Linked DNA regions of Mus musculus: regions 1 and 2 are each linked to region 3. The links are chromatin contacts, called in public HiChIP or PLAC-seq and promoter capture Hi-C maps. All regions are on one chromosome and are shown on one strand. The core of a region is the stretch at or near the end of the contact, and the rest is flanking DNA. Distances in the headings are between cores, read along the strand shown.

Region 1 (3,335 bases), core at 597-3,096, 200 kb before region 3:
CCTGAGTCTGGTTAGCGTCTACCAGTATAAACCCTGTGTGCCCCCTCCCCAATACCACCTGGGCCATTGAGCTCACTGAAAACAAACAAGCCATCAGCCATGCACAAGGCTCTTGATGATATACACATGCATATTTCTTTCTACACTGTGGATGCAAAGGTATGGGATTTTAAAGTGTCTCTAAACACTCCACCCTCAATGGAAGAAAGGATTTGCTTTGAGGGTTTCCAGCTTCAGGGGGTGCAATCCACGGTCATCTGGCTTCTGCTAGGTGCTAACTAACACAGCTTGAAAGTCTTCACTAGGCACTGGTGGTCCCATCTCCAGAATAGCTCCTTGTGTTGGCCTGAGTCCTGCCACAGTTCTGGAAGTGTTCTTCAGCCCGACTGCTTCAGACTCATTCTCTACAGCTAGCCTCAAGTCTGAAATGAGGCATCTCTTGCAGGGGCCTCTAATCCCTCTTGTTTGAGTCCCACAGGGTAGGCAGCAAGGGTCTGCATGATGAAAGACCACCCACGGTGTCTAGGATTATAACCTAGATGACAGTAAGGGAGGGTCTCCAAGAGAGAACAAACCATGTGCCAAACCTAGTATCTCCCAGTCCGGTTCTAGACAAAGCTTCCAGCCGACCAACAGACCCTGTGTATGCATCTCCTCTCAGCAGCACCCACTTCTCTGGTTCTAGACTGTAGTCTCCCCTCCCCCAGCCTGAAACCTGCTTGCTCAGGGGTGGAGCTTCCTGCTCATTCGTTCTGCCACGCCCACTGCTAAAACCTGCTGAGCCACACACGTGCACCTTTCTACTGGATTATTCGGCAGGAATCGGGTCCCCTCCCCCTTCCTTCATAACTGAGTGCCGTAACAGTAAAATTTGAGCTTTGATCAGAATAACTGTCTTGGCTACATTTCTTTCTCTCGCCACCTAGCCCCTCTTCTCTTCCAGGTTTCCAAAATGCCTTTCCAGGCTAAAACCCAGGTTGTGGTCTGCTGGCCGAACACAACACTAGACCCCATTGCTCAAGTGTTTTGCCTCATTCCATACCTGCCTCAGCAGGAGGGAACCCCTACGATAGCTTAAAGTCACTGTCAGAAGGTGTAATTATTACTGTACTGGGGATTGCTGTAGAGTGGGTATCTCACTCTACAACAAAATCATTGCACAACAGAGTCTTTTTGTTTTGGGCTTGTTTCTTCAGTTTTTAGAAACTTTAAATTTTTGTGCATGGCCATGGAAATATATTCACAGGCTACAAAGAAAGAACAGGAGTCCCAGTGAAACTGAGATTTGAGCTTTTCTTCAACTGCTCTCTGCTTGTTCTGTGCACGGCCAGGGAGGCTTTCAAATTAGCAAAACATCATGAAAACTGCTGATTCATGCTCCACAGCCAGGAGTGTTATTCCTGCATTGGTGCACAATTTCTGTTGCTTTCTCCCCCCACCCCCACCCCGGAATGTAAGCATCATTTTCAATCCTTTGCTAAGGCAAGCCATGTTCCTGTTAGCAGTCCTTATATGTCATTTCATTGGTGCTGGCAAACGCCAGCAAAGGGAGAGGGGGGGTTGGCCACCAGCATGGGGGGTGGGGGTGGGGATCATTAGCTCAGAGGATAATGGGAGTGTAAGACTGCTTGGCTATCGCTAACACCCTACACACCTTCTCAGAGGAACGCTTAGGGTGGTTTCCATGATGACAACTTGATCAAATCAGATCGATTTCCCCCGTGATCCCTTTCTCTGTATGATTCCAAAGTACTGTTGGCAAACCTGGAACTCACACAAAGTTGGAAGGACAAGTGGAGCAGGCACTGCCCTCACTGCAGGTTGCCATGGTCACCACCAACAGCAGCAGCCAGAGAGAGACCTGGCAATGGGTTCCAGCCCCAGCTTCCTCCCCACTGCCTCAGCCACACGCACAGCTCCACGGCCACAATGAACCTGCACCTGCACCTCCAAGGCCCTGGCTCCCCTTGCAGCTGAAGCACATGGCTTTTCAGTGTGGAGGCTGCCAATTCACCTCTGATCCGTTAGCTCTGCCTCCTCAAGCTCCTGCTAAGGTGGCAGGAGCCCATTCCTCCAGTGAACTCCTTTCCCACGCCCCGTGGGTCTGTCTCGCCCTAGAAAAGAGAAGTGTGATGTGGGAAAATGACCTCTGCTCGCCATAGGAGGTCAGAGAGGTTCATTTAGGCTTGGGGGTAAGAAAACCTGTGAAACCCTGACCTCTGACAATGCAGGCCCAAGCTAACTTTACATGTCTCATTTCTTGTGTACTGGTCAGAGCTTGCCCAGAGGTGCCATGAGAGATCGTCCTCAGAGTGGGCAGGGCTGTCTATGCTGGAAAGTTGTGGCCAGCTATTGCATGATTTAGACTAGGGGTGGGAAGTAGTTCGGTTTGTTTTGCTCTCTCTTTTCTTTTTTAGCTTGAATTCAAGAACATTCGTCTCTGAAGGTGCAAACCAGGTGCCTGTGGACACCTTGGGTTGTGTTCTTAAGGTGCCCAAATAAAGCATAGTCATGACTAGTTAATACCTCATATTGTAGGCAATAAAGCCCACAAGGCCTCAATCCCAGACAAAGAGCTACAGGCAACTAGAGAATGCTGAGAGTGGGGGAAATAGCCTTCCTCAGGAAGAGCACACAACTGGTTCTCCAATACCAACTAGAAACAGACATGCAAATCCTATCACATGGGTTGAGCAGGTTTACTTTATGTTTTTAGGAAAAAACATATTACTGATTATATAATATATTCTTAATTAAGAAGGAAGGGAGATGTGATACAACTGTATTATAATTCCCACCCAATTTTTTTTAATATACACAACAGATAGAGATCTGGAGCCACTGGTCCTACTGCCCCTTGTTCAGCTTCTGCCAGCTCTAACTGCCACCCCTCCAAGCTTCCACACACATCTGCCCCACAAATTAGAACCTGTCTATGCCCTATCCGCTCCTGCTTTATGACAACCACTTACCTTGCCTAAGTCATCTTGGTAGTTGGGAAGGGAAGCTCTGGCAACCATCGTTTCCTGTGTTTCTGGCTAACACAAACATCCTGGTTCCTATGGTTATTTCAGAGATCTCAGCTACCCTCTCCACAGGCCACAGGTCTACTTCTGGCTCTTAAGTGAGCCCCTCCCTCTAATGAAAAGCTCATCTACTGGTTCACTGCTGCACAGAATACCAAAACAGGGCCCTCTTAAAGACGGGATTCTGCCCTTCCCCTATGAAGTTCGACTTTTGCTATAGGCTTTCTGTACACACTAGTTAAGGTTTACAGTTACAGTCTACAGGAACCAAGTCTCTCTAGACTCATAACAGATCCACAGCAGCAGAGT
Region 2 (3,437 bases), core at 258-2,757, 150 kb before region 3:
CAGGAGAAATGGGATCAGAGGCCCAGTTAAACAGCACACCAAACGGATGGCAAGTTTCTGAGCTCAGAACCAAAGGCCAAGACCAAGCCCAGAGAAACAGAGACTGCTCTCTGGAGGCCCTTCTAGGATCCTCTGAACCTGCCCTGCCTACCTCCTGAGACCAGAGAGTGAAACGGAAGGAGACCCTGCTGAAAGGAGACTTACCATCATGCTGGGACATCTCACCCATCTCATGACTCAGAGATGCCCAGGTTTATTCAGAGCGCCTGCCCAAAACCAACAAGAAAGGGCCATCTGTTCAGAGGGACATTCAGAAAGGAACAACTGTCTGGGTCAAGCTGGGCGGGGGGAAGGACCCCTTTGGTCCTTCCTTTGTAGGACCTGCTCCTCAGGGTCACTTCTCAGTGTCATCAACCTTGTCCTGAGCTTCTCCCTCAAAAATCAGACTTTAGTTTTTAATTAGACAAAAACCGAAGGTGACAGAAAACAGTCAATCCTGACATGATCTCTTTGAAGCCAAATGCTCACATTACTCAAACTGGGTGGGTTGGTTGGTTTGTTTTAAAGAAAAGACACTGAAGAGATGGAACAGTTAGACGGAGCATATACAAGACTGGATGGATGGCTGACGGACAAATTAAACACAGACAGTTTTGTTTTGTTTTGTTCAGTTCTGAAGATTGAGCTGGGGCCTCCCACATGTCCAGAGGCAACTGTATCACTAAAGCTATATTCCTTGCCCAAAGCTATAATTTAACTGAAAATTTTCATTATACACAAATGAGCTTAATAAACATGCATATAACTCAGCCATGAACTAAGAATTTCCTACATTTATAAAATGGATAAAAGCCCAACACTGACTGGAGCAAAACCTTTCCCCAGACCCCAGCGCATTAAAACCTACACACACACACACACACACACACACACACACACACACATATCATAGTGCATCTAACCCCTACCCACAACTCACCACCAAAGAAAATGTTGATTATCAAGCCCAAGGCACTCCCATGAACAGAAGAACACCCCAGGAAGTCAGCCCCTGGCTGTCATCCCTGACTGTCACCCCTGGCTGAGAAGAAGGCTTTTTTCTTTCTTGTTCTCAGCCCTGGGCCCACACACTGCAGGAGCTGCTGCAGCAGGATGCTTCGGAGTTGGCTTTAGAATTTGACTTGATTGATGTTATTTTCTCTAGCTCGAGCTATTCTTTTGAATCCTGTGCTGTGTCCATCGATGTGTAACCCTCATTTATATGTGCGCTGCTACCCACCCAGAAGCACAACTTCCTTCGGTGTGGTATATATACAAGTCTCTGTCAGTGAATCCAAGCTCTCATCAAGCTCCGTGATATCTCTGCCTTAATTTTACAGGAAGAACACATGGATGCCAGCCTGCCCTGCTGTTTCTAGTGCCTGCGCCCCGCGCCCCCGCCTCCCGCAGCAATTCCTTACCGTCGTCCTGCTGGAGCTGAGAAGGGACAGGGCAGGGGACGCAGGCGGCCCGAAGGCTCTGTCCAGGCCAGGGCAGCCGCAAGCTGGACTGGCATTTGCAAGTGGGAGGAGCGCGCGGCAATGCGCTTAGGGACTGTGATAGGTGCGCGGCGGCGGGAGGAGGTGCACTTGAGTCCCGCAGCGCAGCAGCGGCCGGTTAGTCAGAGCCTGGGTCCCTGGACCACAGAGCAGCGAGCTGCTGCGTTATGGAGAAGCAGCAGGAACCGGCTGCCAAGGTCCCGCCTCCCGAGTGCGCTGGCCAGAGCATCTTCCCTGGCACCAGCATTTGCGCAGATCCTCAGCTCCTCTAGGGCCGCTGCGGGCTGTGCGCTCTAGCCCTCCCAGGGGACAGTCTTGAAGTTAACTTTGAATTTACTGGCGGTGCAGGCCAAACCGCAGGGTCCTGCATTTCCCACACCCAGTGACCACCGAAAGACCACGACGCTCCAGGGGTGGGGGTGAGGCAGGGCGAGAATTCTCATAAGAAAGGTTTGTGCAAGGTCAAAGAACCTCATGGGAATGTGCCTGCATCCTATTTACTTGGGCAGTGACAAGGGTACAATTCATTTTCCCGTGTTGCAGGTTTGGAAATTGAGGCACAGGAAAGTTAAGAGGCTGGTGCTGGGTACCGCTCTCTGACACAGACCAAGTGGGAAAGGATGCGTTGGTAGAACCGAGGGAAAGAGACTAGCTGGAATAGCAGAAGACACCAGACCTTTCTCTGGCCTGAAACATGTCCATATATTTATGCGCCCATATGTGCAAGACTGCACAGTTTTTTACCAGTTGAATACTGCTGTAATTCAGTGGTCCTCAGCCCTAGCTGCACAGTACAATCTTTGAGAAGCTCCGAAGATGCACAGCTCTCATCCCAAGCAAGCGAAGGTCGCTTATTTTCCTTAAGGTCGTGTCTTCCATGTTCTCAGAACAATGAAGGTTCTCGTTTGCCTACAGTTTAGCACGCTGTTGTTTTTACAAAAATGCGTTCCTGGGCTAGGAATGTGGAGCAAACATTAGAACGACTGGAATCCGTGGCCCTAATGATATAGACTCCTTTCAGAGAAGGTGGGCAGGGTCTATGGATTGTGGGGACTGCGGGAGAGGAAAGGCTTTAAGTGATACACTGCCAACACCCGTGATTATTAAACTCCCACGCTGCTACTCTGTGCAGGGCTTCATGAAGAAGCTCAGTCTCCTAGGGTAACCAGGGACTGATGTAGAAGCAGAACTAAGATGTACAGAGGCCCCTGCAGCCTGGGGGCTGAATCTTCCTTCCAGGTTCAGGGCTAAGGCCACTACCCTCCACATCTGCCTCTCCCTCCTGGCTCTACCTGACCTCTGAGCAATCCCATCCCTACCTATCCCATAGTTTCTCAGCCAAGGTGACCTTGGTCTCAAACAAGTGAGGGATGCAACCAGATGCAGGGGTATTCCATTTGTTTCTGTGTTTACTTACAAAATGGTAAGTGGTGTCTCTGGATGGGCAAATGCCTCCTGGAGAGCAAAACTGTCTCCAGTTGAGAACCTACTCTAGTAGAAAGGTCAGGACCCAGGGACCTACAAACAGCCTTATAGAGTCGCTTGCTTGGGCATTTTGTTAAAGGAACAGATCTGACTCCTATAGCCTCTTTTTAACTTGTTCCACGTTACTGCTTGGCAGTTCAGTGGACACTTGCTTCTTTGGTCTCTGTCTTCTGTGCCAGAGGAGACGCTGGGGAACACCACCACATCATAGTTAAAGCCCCAGCCTAGCATGTGGAAAATGAGCAAGCAATACTGTTTGGAGCAATTTAACGAGATGAGGAGTGGATGGTGTCTGTGGTGTGCCAGCCGGGGTTGGCGAAAGTGGTGACAGCTGAAAAGAACGGACAATACTTTCTTTCATTGCTGACCTGGGCTTGGTCCTGGGACACAGAGGAAGTATCGCTTGCCTGCCTC
Region 3 (3,485 bases), core at 374-2,873:
AGGGCAGGGGTTCCTCCATCTTACATGTGAGTGTGACAGGGCAGGACAGGGCAGAGCTTCTTTCATCTGTAGTCTTGCTCAGGCCATGTCAGGTTTAACTAGAATTTGATCTCCTTGATGGAGAATCCTGTAGAAAACTGCCCAACTCTATTCCAGGACCAGAGGCCAAGACGCCCCCAGCTAACTTACCTTAGCTGCTCTTTAACTGCTTGCTTCTGCAAACCTCCCCTGCAGCTACAGAGGGAGACAACAGGATATAACTTTTGCTTCTAAAAGCCCCTTGGTCTAAATGCTCCAGGCTACACTTAAACCCTGAATACCTGAGAATAGCCGCTGGAATAGACTTTGTCATTTGAGACATTTTCTCTATGTGGCCCTGGCTATCCTGGGAAAGAAAGACTTCCAATTGGCTATAAACTGTGTCTGAGTGGTCATCTCTGGTGGGCTTCCCGGAAGGGCAAACTTTATTTTTAAGAGGGTAAAATCAGGAGATTAAAACACCAAAGGACAGGAAGTGCATTTGGTTTTAACTCCAGTGGTGTCAATGTCTTTCCCCCACTAGTTGGGGTAGGACCTCACAGTCTTAATTCAGTCTGGCATGCATGAAAAGATGGGACCACAGATGAAGGGAACGGGGTCGCGGCTCAAACGACAAAGAGTCACTGCTGCAAGCCATCTAATCCCAGGAACACAGCAGTGGGCCTTTGGGGAAACAAGGGTTTACTGGGTAGGGGGATTAAAACGTTTGTGTAAAAATCTTAAACGGTGCAAGAGATAAAGATTCGAATTCCCTGTCCTAAATACAAGTTTTATGGTAGGCAAAGACATATATGATAATTCTTACAATTGAGCAGCAGTAATACGGCTGCGGGTGGGACTCTTGTACCCAGCCCGCTATCTGCATTCTTGAGGTATACTCAATATTAACTGCCTTCCATAAACAAAAGGTGCAATCTGGAAGTCGGAGCTAGACCCGACGCCGCTGCGCGAAGGACTGGGTCTGTAAAGGGCCGATGTGATTCCTGCACACAGTTGAACACAGGACGGAGGGGTCCATGCAGTGGGGAGGGCAAGAGCCCGAGACAGCTGCAAGACCTAAAACAGACATAGTTACCTAAAAATAGGCTAGTAAAGGCGCGTAGGACAGCCTGAGTCTGCGCGACCGGCCCGCGCGCGCCTGCGCACTGCTGGCTGCGCCTGTGCCCTCCCGGGCGAATGGCAAATCACGCCTAGGCACTGCTGAACCCGAGGGGTCCGCGGGTGGACTCCGCGGGCGGGCGCCTGGGGTCCGGAGCATTGTGGGAAAGCGATGCTGAGGCCACGTGACACGCCCCCACTTATCAGCGCGCAGGCCGCACTTTTGCTGTCGGCTTCAAACAAACTACCTAGCGGGGTCGGGCGACTCCGGCCCGCCCCTCGGCCGGGGTCGCGCCCGCAGGGGTGGGGGGCCAGGGGGCGGGGCGATGCGGCGGAGTGACAGCTCGCCGTGCCTATTCGGGAGCAAGGGCTGGGGCGCTGGCGCGCGCGGTGGGCCTAGACAGCCAATGGAGGCTGGGGGCGGCCCGGCTGGCGGGGAGGCGCGGGGGGAGAGGGGGCGGGCTCCAATCCGGTTCCATCCGGTTCTCCCACCGCCCCCGCGACGGGTCGCAGCAGTTCGTGTGGTGGTGGCGGCGGCGGCTTGGCAGTGCGGCTCCTCGGTGACAGATCCGACGACGCACGCGTCTCCCACCCCGCGCCGCCACGATGCCCAAGAGGAAGGTGAGTGCGGCGGGGCCGCGGCGCCCGCAGGGTTCGGGTCTGAGGGGCTCTGGAATCTTCGCGGGGTGCGGGCGGCTGGGCGTGACGTCACGCGGCCGCATTGTTCTCCGCTGTGCTTTCTCCTGCAGGTTAGCGCGGATGGAGCCGCCAAGGCGGAGGTGAGTGCGGGCCTCGGGTGGGCCGGGCGGATCGGGGCGGGCGGTGGGGTGCCGCTCACATGCGCTGCTCACCCCGTCTTTCTCTCCGCAGCCCAAGCGCCGCTCCGCGAGGCTGTCGGCCGTAAGTACCGCGCTCGGTCCGGGCCGGGACGGGAGCGAGCGGGCCGGGCCCAGCTCGCCCGCTCAGCGCCTCACACCCCCTTCTTTTATTAATTTATCTCTTGCCAGAAGCCCGCCCCTGCCAAGGTGGACGCGAAGCCGAAAAAGGCCGCGGGAAAGGTAGGTTTCGAAAAGGTGTCCAGGCAGGCCGCTTAGTTGAGGTTGTTCTAAGTGTTGGGGAGGTTTCTGGAAGGTGGGTGGGGGCGGCATGTAGTCCGTTCGCTCATCCGCAGCGACATGGCCTTTGCAGACGACCTGAGTTCAGTTCCCAGCACCCACAGGACAGCTCAGAAACATCCGTCCCTCCAGTTCCCAGAGGATCCGTGCCCTTTTCTGATTCCCAGCAGCAGGTACACGGTGCACATACGTACATGCAAAACACAAAAACTCAAGAGCCTGTATGAGCCGAAGATGACTCACTGGTTAAGAATGCACAATGCTCTTACAGAGGGACCTGAGTCTCTTGAGTGACAGCTCCAAGGGATAAGAGGATCTGATAACCTCTTCTGGCTTCTGCAGACACAGCCCGAGCATGCACAGACGCATAAGTATGCACGTTGTTTAAAAGTAAAGTTTCCCCGCCCAGGACGTTTTATGGAGCAGAGTAAAAATGGAGGAACTGTTTTCCCCATAGTTAGTTGGCGTTTTACCTTAAATGTTTGTGTGTATTTTGCCTGTGTGTGTGGGTAGGTGCATTTTGGAGGCCAAAAGAGGACTTAGAGTTAATAGTTTGGAGCTGCCAAGTGAGTGCTGGGAATTGAACCTGGATCCTCTGGGAGAGCAGCTGAGTACTTAACTTAGCCAGGGAACCGTCTATCTCTCAAGTCATAGTTTGTGATCTTTTCAAATACAGCTTCAAGGAATGGTGGTAATGTGGACTAGACTTTCTTGGGCTAGAGCAGGGCAGCAATCCTGACATGAAGACTGCCTGAGGGTCTAAGGAGTGTCTGTATATTTCTGTCCCCCGTCTCTTCTGTATGTATAAACTTGGGCATTCGTACCTATTTCCCTCTAATGTTTTTGTTTATATTTTGAGCTGCTTATAAAGTTTAAGATAAGAGCAGTTTAGGCTTGACTTAAGTAGGTTTGCTGCAGCAATTAACCATTTTCTTCTTTTGGGCAATGAGTTGGTAAGTGTTTTGTCTTTCCTTTTGCCTGCCTTCCAGTCCCTCTTACCTAATGGGGTGACATGCATGCATCCTGACACCTGGCCACCATGCTTAAGAAACAGATTTCCTTTGGCTTTCCCAAAGAAAAACTTGGGAGAAGGGCTTCATTTTTATATTTCCGCTAAACTTTTATGCCTAGTTTCTTTAATTACCTAACTAGTAGTATACACTTGGGTCACTCTTTAGAAGTAAACATTTCAAAGGCTTAATCATACATATAGCTTACAGGTATCTTATGTAT

Evidence for each region. HiChIP or PLAC-seq counts read pairs in DNA pulled down with a chosen protein or histone mark. Capture Hi-C pulls out chosen DNA fragments and counts their contacts.
Region 1: an H3K4me3 HiChIP or PLAC-seq map of forebrain shows a contact between it and region 3, with 3 times the contacts expected there. The contact joins the enhancer-like site here to the promoter of Hmgn1 in region 3. A contact is called at or near these places in 4 of 39 promoter capture datasets (the 3T3-L1 cell line, embryonic stem cells, hippocampal neurons and 1 more), 5 of 484 Hi-C or Micro-C datasets (the G1E-ER4 cell line, embryonic stem cells and granulocyte-monocyte progenitors), 2 of 115 datasets of contacts at active chromatin or transcription factors (embryonic stem cells and forebrain) and 1 of 9 other capture datasets (embryonic stem cells).
Region 2: a promoter capture Hi-C map of pancreatic islet shows a contact between it and region 3. The contact joins the promoter of B3galt5 here to the promoter of Hmgn1 in region 3. A contact is called at or near these places in 1 of 484 Hi-C or Micro-C datasets (nephron progenitors), 1 of 115 datasets of contacts at active chromatin or transcription factors (embryonic stem cells) and 2 of 9 other capture datasets (liver and pancreatic islet).

The regions. Positions count from the first base shown.
Region 1 is chr16:96,324,837-96,328,171 of GRCm38.p6, reverse strand. No RefSeq gene overlaps it. Among named protein-coding and RNA genes, the nearest start is that of Gm41510, 26 kb to the left of the region's middle. Within about 2 kb of position 1,846, at least 59 of the 459 cell types and tissues checked have an H3K27ac peak or open chromatin away from gene starts, as enhancers often do. A contact at or near this core is called in embryonic stem cells, forebrain and hippocampal neurons, where this site is marked.
Region 2 is chr16:96,279,102-96,282,538 of GRCm38.p6, reverse strand. B3galt5 (UDP-Gal:betaGlcNAc beta 1,3-galactosyltransferase, polypeptide 5) reads right to left here and starts at 1,507. Exons shown (of 3, transcript NM_033149.3): 1 at 1,461-1,507.
Region 3 is chr16:96,125,863-96,129,347 of GRCm38.p6, reverse strand. It overlaps Hmgn1 (high mobility group nucleosomal binding domain 1), which reads left to right and starts at 1,623. Exons shown (of 6, transcript NM_008251.3): 1 at 1,623-1,758; 2 at 1,887-1,916; 3 at 2,008-2,037; 4 at 2,145-2,195. The coding sequence starts at 1,744.